2 separate regions of the Sus scrofa genome follow, and region 1 is linked to region 2. The links are chromatin contacts, called in public HiChIP or PLAC-seq maps. All regions are on one chromosome and are shown on one strand. Each heading gives the region's core, a stretch centred on a gene start, on an enhancer-like site or on the middle of the called end of the contact. The rest is flanking DNA. Distances are from core to core; before and after follow the strand shown. Region 1 holds the start of ANG (angiogenin). Region 2 holds the start of ZNF219 (zinc finger protein 219).

What was found. HiChIP or PLAC-seq counts read pairs in DNA pulled down with a chosen protein or histone mark.
Region 1: an H3K27ac HiChIP or PLAC-seq map of alveolar macrophages shows a contact between it and region 2. The contact joins the promoter of ANG here to the promoter of ZNF219 in region 2. A contact is called at or near these places in 1 of 5 promoter capture datasets (liver), 7 of 47 Hi-C or Micro-C datasets (embryonic fibroblasts, epiblast stem cells, liver and 3 more) and 2 of 2 datasets of contacts at active chromatin or transcription factors (alveolar macrophages and skeletal muscle).

Annotation. Positions count from the first base shown.
Region 1 is chr7:78,247,633-78,251,417 of Sscrofa11.1, reverse strand. ANG (angiogenin) reads left to right here and starts at 1,278. Exons shown (of 1, transcript NM_001044573.2): 1 at 1,278-1,742. The coding sequence starts at 1,298. The coding sequence ends at 1,741.
Region 2 is chr7:78,026,353-78,029,999 of Sscrofa11.1, reverse strand. ZNF219 (zinc finger protein 219) reads right to left here and starts at 1,440. Exons shown (of 5, transcript XM_021099309.1): 1 at 1,120-1,440. TMEM253 (transmembrane protein 253) reads left to right here. Exons shown (of 9, transcript XR_002345950.1): 7 at 1-483.

The DNA.
Region 1 (3,785 bases), core at 29-2,528, 220 kb before region 2:
TTTCTCTAAAAGTCCTCTTCTTCAGATCTCTCCCCTCCTATCTAACTCAGTCTCATCTCAACAAATTGCTGCTCCCATCCCTTCCCCATGGATGCTACATCCTCTATTAGGGAGGAATTTGGTGTGTCTTAATGGTCTTTGGGTTCCAGGACCTCACACAGTGGCTGGTACCCAGTAGGGGTTTGTGTAAAGTTTGTTATTAAATTAGTTAATAGTTTGGTCTCTCTAGTGACCAGCTCCCATCCAGGAGCCTCCAGGAACCCACCAATTGCCTCATTAGAACCAAAGATGCTCCAAGTGCGCTCATCTTTAGGAATTTATAGATGTTTCAGAAGCCCTGTGCTGGGAACTGGGGGCAGAGACCAATATGTCTTTCTTTTCTTTTCTTTTGATTTGCTGGAATATAGTTGACTTACAAAATTGTGTTAATTTCAGGCATATAGTAGGGTGAATCAGTTATGTGTATACATGTATCCATTTCTTTTCAGTTTCTTTTCCCATACATGTTATTTCACAGTATTGAGTGGATTTCCCTCTGCTACATACAATAGGTCCTGTCACCTGTCTATTTTATGTATAGTAGAGTGTATATATCCATCTCAACTCCCTAATTTATCCCTCCCCCCACATTTCCCCTTTGGTAAACATAAATTTGGTTTCAAAAATAAATAAATAAGGGAGTTGCCTTTGTGACTCAGTGGTTAACAAACCTAGCTAAGATCCATGAGGATGCGAGTTCAATCCCTGGCCTTGCTCAGTGGATAAAGGATCCGTCATTGCTATGAGCTGTGGTGTAGGTCACAGATGAGGCTCGGATCTGGTGTTGCTGTGGCTGTGGCATAGGGCAGCAGCTACAGCTCTGATTTGACCCCTAGCCTGGGAACTTCCTTATGCCACAGATGCAGCCCTAAAAAGCAAAATAAATAAATAAAATTTTAAAAATAATAAAATAAATAAGTACATTAGTTAATAAATGAATTAAAGAATGTGAATGGATTTTGTAATGCTGCAACTGATAGGTAAATTCTCAGTGACCCTAAGGGCTAAAAAGAGTGATTGGGACTGTATGTCGTGTTTAGGAAACTTGTAAATAGACATTCCGAAAGAATTGATTGACGAGACACATGAGACTAATGAGGAAAGGAAAAAAAAGATATATTTAGATGCTGGAGGATACCTGATTCATAATGCTCTGCCAGAGAGAAAAGTCCCTGACCCTTTAGACGCCTTGGGCCATGCTGTTCAGTGCCCCTACCATTTCTCCTTTTGCCCTTGGCAGGAGCCTTTGTTGGAAGAGATGGTGATATTGCTGGGCCCCCTGCTGTTGGTCTTCATGCTGGGTCTGGGTCTGGCCCCGCTGAGCCTGGCTAAGGATGAAGACAGGTACACACACTTCCTGACCCAGCACTACGATGCCAAACCAAAGGGCCGGGATGGCAGATACTGTGAAAGCATAATGAAGCAACGAGGCCTGACCAGACCCTGCAAAGAGGTCAACACCTTTATTCATGGCACGAGGAATGATATCAAGGCCATCTGTAATGATAAGAATGGAGAGCCTTACAACAATTTCAGAAGAAGCAAGTCTCCTTTCCAAATTACCACTTGCAAGCATAAGGGAGGGTCCAACCGGCCTCCATGTGGGTACAGGGCCACAGCAGGGTTCAGAACCATAGCTGTTGCCTGTGAAAATGGCTTGCCTGTCCACTTTGATGAGTCCTTTATCATTACAAGCCAGTAGCCCAGATCTGGCTCTGCTCTTCTTTCCTTGCTTTGGATCCCCCAGACACCCCCACACGCCTACTCCAGCCCCCGCCACCAGCCTTCCACCGAATAGTGGTGGCAAGATTCATTGCCAGTGGTCTAGAAAATAAGGTGTCTGATCTTTCATTTTCTGTTCTACAATATGTTCAATAAATAAAAACATGTCTGAAAGCAGTAAGAATCAAAGTTTTCTTTGATTCTTGGCCTATCATTCTTTCCACGTTTTCTCTATTCAGCTGCCGCCGCCTGAGTGTTAGATGGAATAGAAACGCCTTTTTCCTTATCAGTGAGGTCCTTATCAGGCATTAGGGAGGGGGACTTTACCTTTCTGTGAAGGTAAAACTGTTAAATTCCAGGGCTCAAGGCCACTAAGCATAACTTTTAGGAGGAGCAAATTGTTTTACTGTCACCTAATAAGACAATATTACTTTTATAAATGCTCAGCCTTAGGAAGAAGAGTTTTGGACTAAATACTAACAAATTAATGATACACACACACATTTGTAATCCTGCATGAATACCAAAATCCATTCAGGGTAACTACCTCTTACCTTAAGCAGAAAGTAATCTGATAATACTTTGAATGGAATTCTCCCAGGATGTTCTCATATTTCTCTTTAATCTTTTATCAGTTGATGTCCGGCAACTCAGAGTTCTTAAGGAGGTCATAGAAAGATTCCAAGCTTATCCTTTATCCTTTTTCTACTGGATATGTTTTCAAGCAAATATAAACTTGGATTAACAGACAGTCTCTGTAAAATATGCATAAGTTCAGTGAGTAAGTTTCTGTTACCTAATTTCCTCAATCGGTACCTGGATATTTTATTTAGAAAGTAGTTAATAGATTACAGTTATACATCACTAGTTTTGCCATCTTATGAGTGAATATAACGATCACAGTATTTCCCATGGTGGTCTCTCCTGCTGCCTACATGCTCTAAAATAGGCCAAAAAACCCTGGTTCCTCAATAACTAGGTTATAGACCAGTGTCCAGGTGCCAGAAAGAGCCTAGCCTCGCTGAAAGTATTCAATTTACAGAGGAAGGAAAGGGTGGAGAAATAGTTTACGAGTTCACACTCAGAACATGAATATCTGTCTTGAGTTAATTTATTTCAAAAGTGAAAATAACGTCATTTCTTTCCTAAAGAGAGAGAAGAGTTTCCCAAACCTCTTTTATTAGAACATTTGTCTTACTAGAAAATCAAAAAACCTTTAAGGAGCAAAAAAGTCCCAGAGTTTGGTAGACTATTTAGATCCTTTTTTCAGGTTCTCCAACCTCATCTCCCTAATATGAGGCAAAGGGGCTTCCATACAGTCTATTGCCTACTTAAAGTCTTAATGTGGACAGACAAATAACACTTTTCCAGGAATTCCTGGGGCAATGGGATTGGGGGTGCTTCCCCACCTGCTGAAGGAACTAGCTGCTGGGTAGCCAGCCAATTGGTAGAACTAGCCAATCCTAGTATTTTGGCTCTTGGTCTTTTTCACAACCAAATGTTGTTCCAAATGAAATGTTGAGTCACAGGCAAGTCATTTAATCTCAGGAAAATCATTTGAGGAATTGAAATCCTAATATGCTGTGCTTTGTTGACTTTGCAAGGAAAAGAGAAGAAAAGCCCCTAAAAGCCAAGTCCTTTGAAGAATTGTGAAATGAAAGGAAAAAAATTCCATGTGCTTTGGAGAGGAAACATTTGTCTAGGGAGACACAGCATAAATTCTATTTGAGATATTGTAGCTAAAAACAGCTTTCTAACACTCTCTGACATAAACGACAGCAACATCTTCTCAGATCCACCTCTTGGAGTAATGACAATAAAAACAGAAATAAACAAATGGGACCTAATCAAGGTTTCTGCACAGCAAAGGAAACTCTAAACAAAACGAAAAGACAATCCACAGAATGGGAGAAAATCTTTGCAAATGAATCAACTGACAAGGGATTAATCTCCAAAATTTACAAACACCTTCTGCAGCTCCATACCAAAAAAACAAACAACCCCATCAAAAAATGGGCAGATCT
Region 2 (3,647 bases), core at 191-2,690:
AAAATCTGCCCGCCTGCAAGATATCCTTAAACAGCTATCAGCTAGACTGATTTCCTCCCATCTGTCCTTACCCTCCTTCCAACTTTTCTTTCCTTCCCACTGCCTCCCAGTACAGCTTCACATTTGCCTCATCTCACTATTTCCAAGATTTCCAACTTTCACAGTCCCAACCACTCCAAACCCGGGTTTCCGTACACGCCTACTCTCTGAAGTCAATTCACTCGTGCTTTAGTTCTCAGTCAGAGGCGGTTCCTTTCTACTCTAGCGGAGACTACAAGTCCCAGGATGCCCCGCTGCCCCGTGGCCTGCTGGGAAATAAAGAGCCTTTCCTCCGCGGTGGGGGCGCTGTGCATCTGCTGAGTGACGCCAAGCGCTGGAAGTCAGGGCCTAGCCGAGAGTTTCCTCGGACGCGACCACTGGCCCCGTGTGCAGGGAGGAGCCGGGCGGGCTATTCTGAGAGGGGCCGCCACCACCCCAATCTCGGTAACTGAGAGTTGACTGTGGGTCCACAGTCCTCCCTCTGACAGCTTCGGAGACGGGCAGGGGCGGAGGGCTGGCCCTCAGCAGAGCTGGGGTTTCCACAGATGTTGTCGCCGTGCCCCCTCCCACAGTGCCCAGGTTCAAAGTCCTGAGACTTGGAGCGCGCGCGAGAAAGGGGTTGGAGATGATGAGTCAGAAGCCCAGGGCCCTTTTCATCCCCCTCCCCCCGGGCCTAGGCGCCTGAGGAGGACGGGCTGGCCAGACGGGTGGATGGGGCAGGAAGAGGAGGGACACGGCGACCCGACCTAAGGCTTTCCCGCCTCTTGCGAGCACGCCGGTGTAACGAGCCCGCGTCGCCGCCACCCTTTCTCTCCAAGGCGGGAGCGGGACTGCGCAGGCTCAGCCTCTCAGCAGCCCCGCCGACCTTCGATCCCGGCTGCTGAGGTGCGGTTGCTGAAGCTCTGGTTGCGCTCAACCCCCACCGTTTATGACCTTTGCAAATGTGCAAAGATGACGAGCTCAGGTGGGCTTGAGAAAAGCCCAGGAAAACTGGGAGCACCCAGTTGTACCAGCCCGACAGCTTACTAGCCGCTAGAGAAACTAGAAGTTGACCAGAGCTGCATTACTATGAGAACTCACCCCAAATTCACAAAGTGCCCAGGATGGGTGTGCGCCTCACACTCATTTTTGTTCCCACTTGAGAAGGCTTCTTTCCCTAGAGAATGCTGCTTCTCCGGGCTTAGCCAAGCCCAAGCACCAGTAAGGAAAGAGCGCAGCCTGGCTGCCTTGCCCTGACATTGCAGTGGCGCCAGGGGCAGCTCCTTTCTGTTTGTGACACCTTGGGAGTGGTAATAGTCGCCCTATGACAAGATTGTGTGAGTATTTGTGGGTGGGGACAGTTCTGGGATTAGGTTCTGAAATGGAGAAAACAAGATCTGGGCCTCCCCCTTCGCCGCCTCCTCCCAATCTAGAATAATGGAGAGCTCATGTGTGAAGGACTCAAAATAATTTTCTTAAAACTCAGAAGGTGATAGTAGATGAGGAAGCTGAGGGTAAAAATCAGCAATTCATTCCAAATAGAAGCAGCAGCTTTTAGTGATATAATCAGATGTCTAGGAGTTGCATTTTACTTCTTGGAGAATTCAGTCACCATGCAGATGAACCTTATATCAGTCAGGTTTGGTGAGATTATGATGTGGTAACAATGCCAAAATTTCAGTGCCCTGAAACCTAAAGCCCCAAAGGTTTAGGGAGTCTGGCAGGGTACTCTGAACATTGTAAGTTACGCAGGTACCCAAGCCCATGGAGCACTACCATTTTGAGATCCTACCATGACACCATGAGACTAATACCCCTCACCACCACCAGCTTGCCCAGTTGTGAAGTAAGCATGAAGAATTGTTCATAGACTTTTAAATGTTTCTGCCTCAGAGGGATACATATCACTTCTGCTCACACTTCATTGGCCAAAGCAAGCCATATAGCCATATCCAACTTCAAGATGGCCAGAAGGGCAATCTTTACATATGCCTGGAAGGGGAAGGGAAGCAGAAATACTTCATTAAAGGAAGAGGAGGTAGCCATTTGCAGTGATTTGTTGAACAGCTTAGCAGTTGGTATTCATCTGTTCCAGCAGTTATGCGCATATCTACTTTGGTTTTGTTCTTTGGTTTTGTTCCACTAAATGAAGTTCTCAATAGAAACTCCCCCCCCCTCCCCCAGGATAATGGTAAGACTGGGAGACAGGAAATTTGATGTGTAAGTTTGGGCAAGTCAGACCTCTATGAACTACATTTTGCTTAAATGGAGGTTATAGTATTTACCCTCAACCTAACTGGAGGACCAAGGCTCAAATAAAATTACACATGAAAAAAAAAAAAAAACTTTAAAACTGTTAAACACTTTGGAGGTTTTTCCGATAGGGAAGAGGAGTGAAGCAGATTAGGTATGAGTTAATAGGGAGTCATAGGAACTATGGAAAACTAGAGGAGCCCACATTCTATTTAAAGACTTTAACCCAATTCTACCCAATTATTCCCATGTGGGACTGGGGGCTTGGTATTGCCATTGTTCCAATTTTCCTATAAAGGTCAGAAATTCTGACTTTTTAAATGTGAATCATCTGATTTTAAAATGCTGAGGCAGTTCCTTTTGTATATGAACCTGACTGATATCCATGAGGATGTGGGTTCGATCTCTGGCCTTTTTGTTCATTGGGTTAAGGATCCATCGTTGCCTTGAGCTGTGGTATAGGTCAAAAATGCGGCTTGGATCTCACGTGGCTGTGGTATAGGTTGGCAGCTGCAGCTCCAATTGTTGACTCCTAGCCTGGGAACTTGCATATGTCGGAGGTGCAGCTCTAAAAAAAAAAAAAAAAAAAAAAGTAAATAAAATAAAATGTTGATGATTACAATTTTAAAAATCAACAGATTCGGCCTATGGTCCTTCAGTTATTGTCTCTCATTATACAAAAATAAGCTATAAATTCAGGTTTTGGATGTGCAGTTCTCGTTGGCCCTCAAGGCTTCTAAAATTCAAATCTTGAAGAGATTTAACATTAGGTTCTCATATTGGTTATCAGGGAGAGGGTATTTTGCCCCCCAGGGTTTATTTGGCAGTTTTTGGTAGTAACACCTTCAGGGTAGGAGGAATATGTAAGCAAAGGAGAATCAGATGATAAGTTGGAAGATCAGAGATTCAGTCCCAAAGCTCCTAATGCTCCTTTCCTGTGCATTATCCTCTGCCAGCTGCTACTGAAGACTGTTAGGCTTGTCCTGTGGTCCTCATTATACACCACACACACACACACACGCACACGCGCCTGCACGCACACACACAGCCAGAGTTCCTGGCTGCTCCATGAAATCATTCTGCTTTGCTATAATGCTTCCCAGCAATCATTGTATCTACCCCTTCATCAGTTTGGCAGCCTCTGTGGAAGTCACTCATATTTTACTTGAATTGCTGCCCGTTGAAACGTCACAGAAAGAAGTGACTGGGACAAGGTTACTGCTGACGTCAGTTTTTAAAGGTCTTGACCCCATCCCTTGCTGTAAGCACTGGAGAAATATGTGGTTTTGTATGCAGCTGAATTCTGTGGTGGTTGGGAAATTCTCCATGTTGATGAATTTTACCCTCATTTCTTTGAAATTCAGTCATTTATTCTG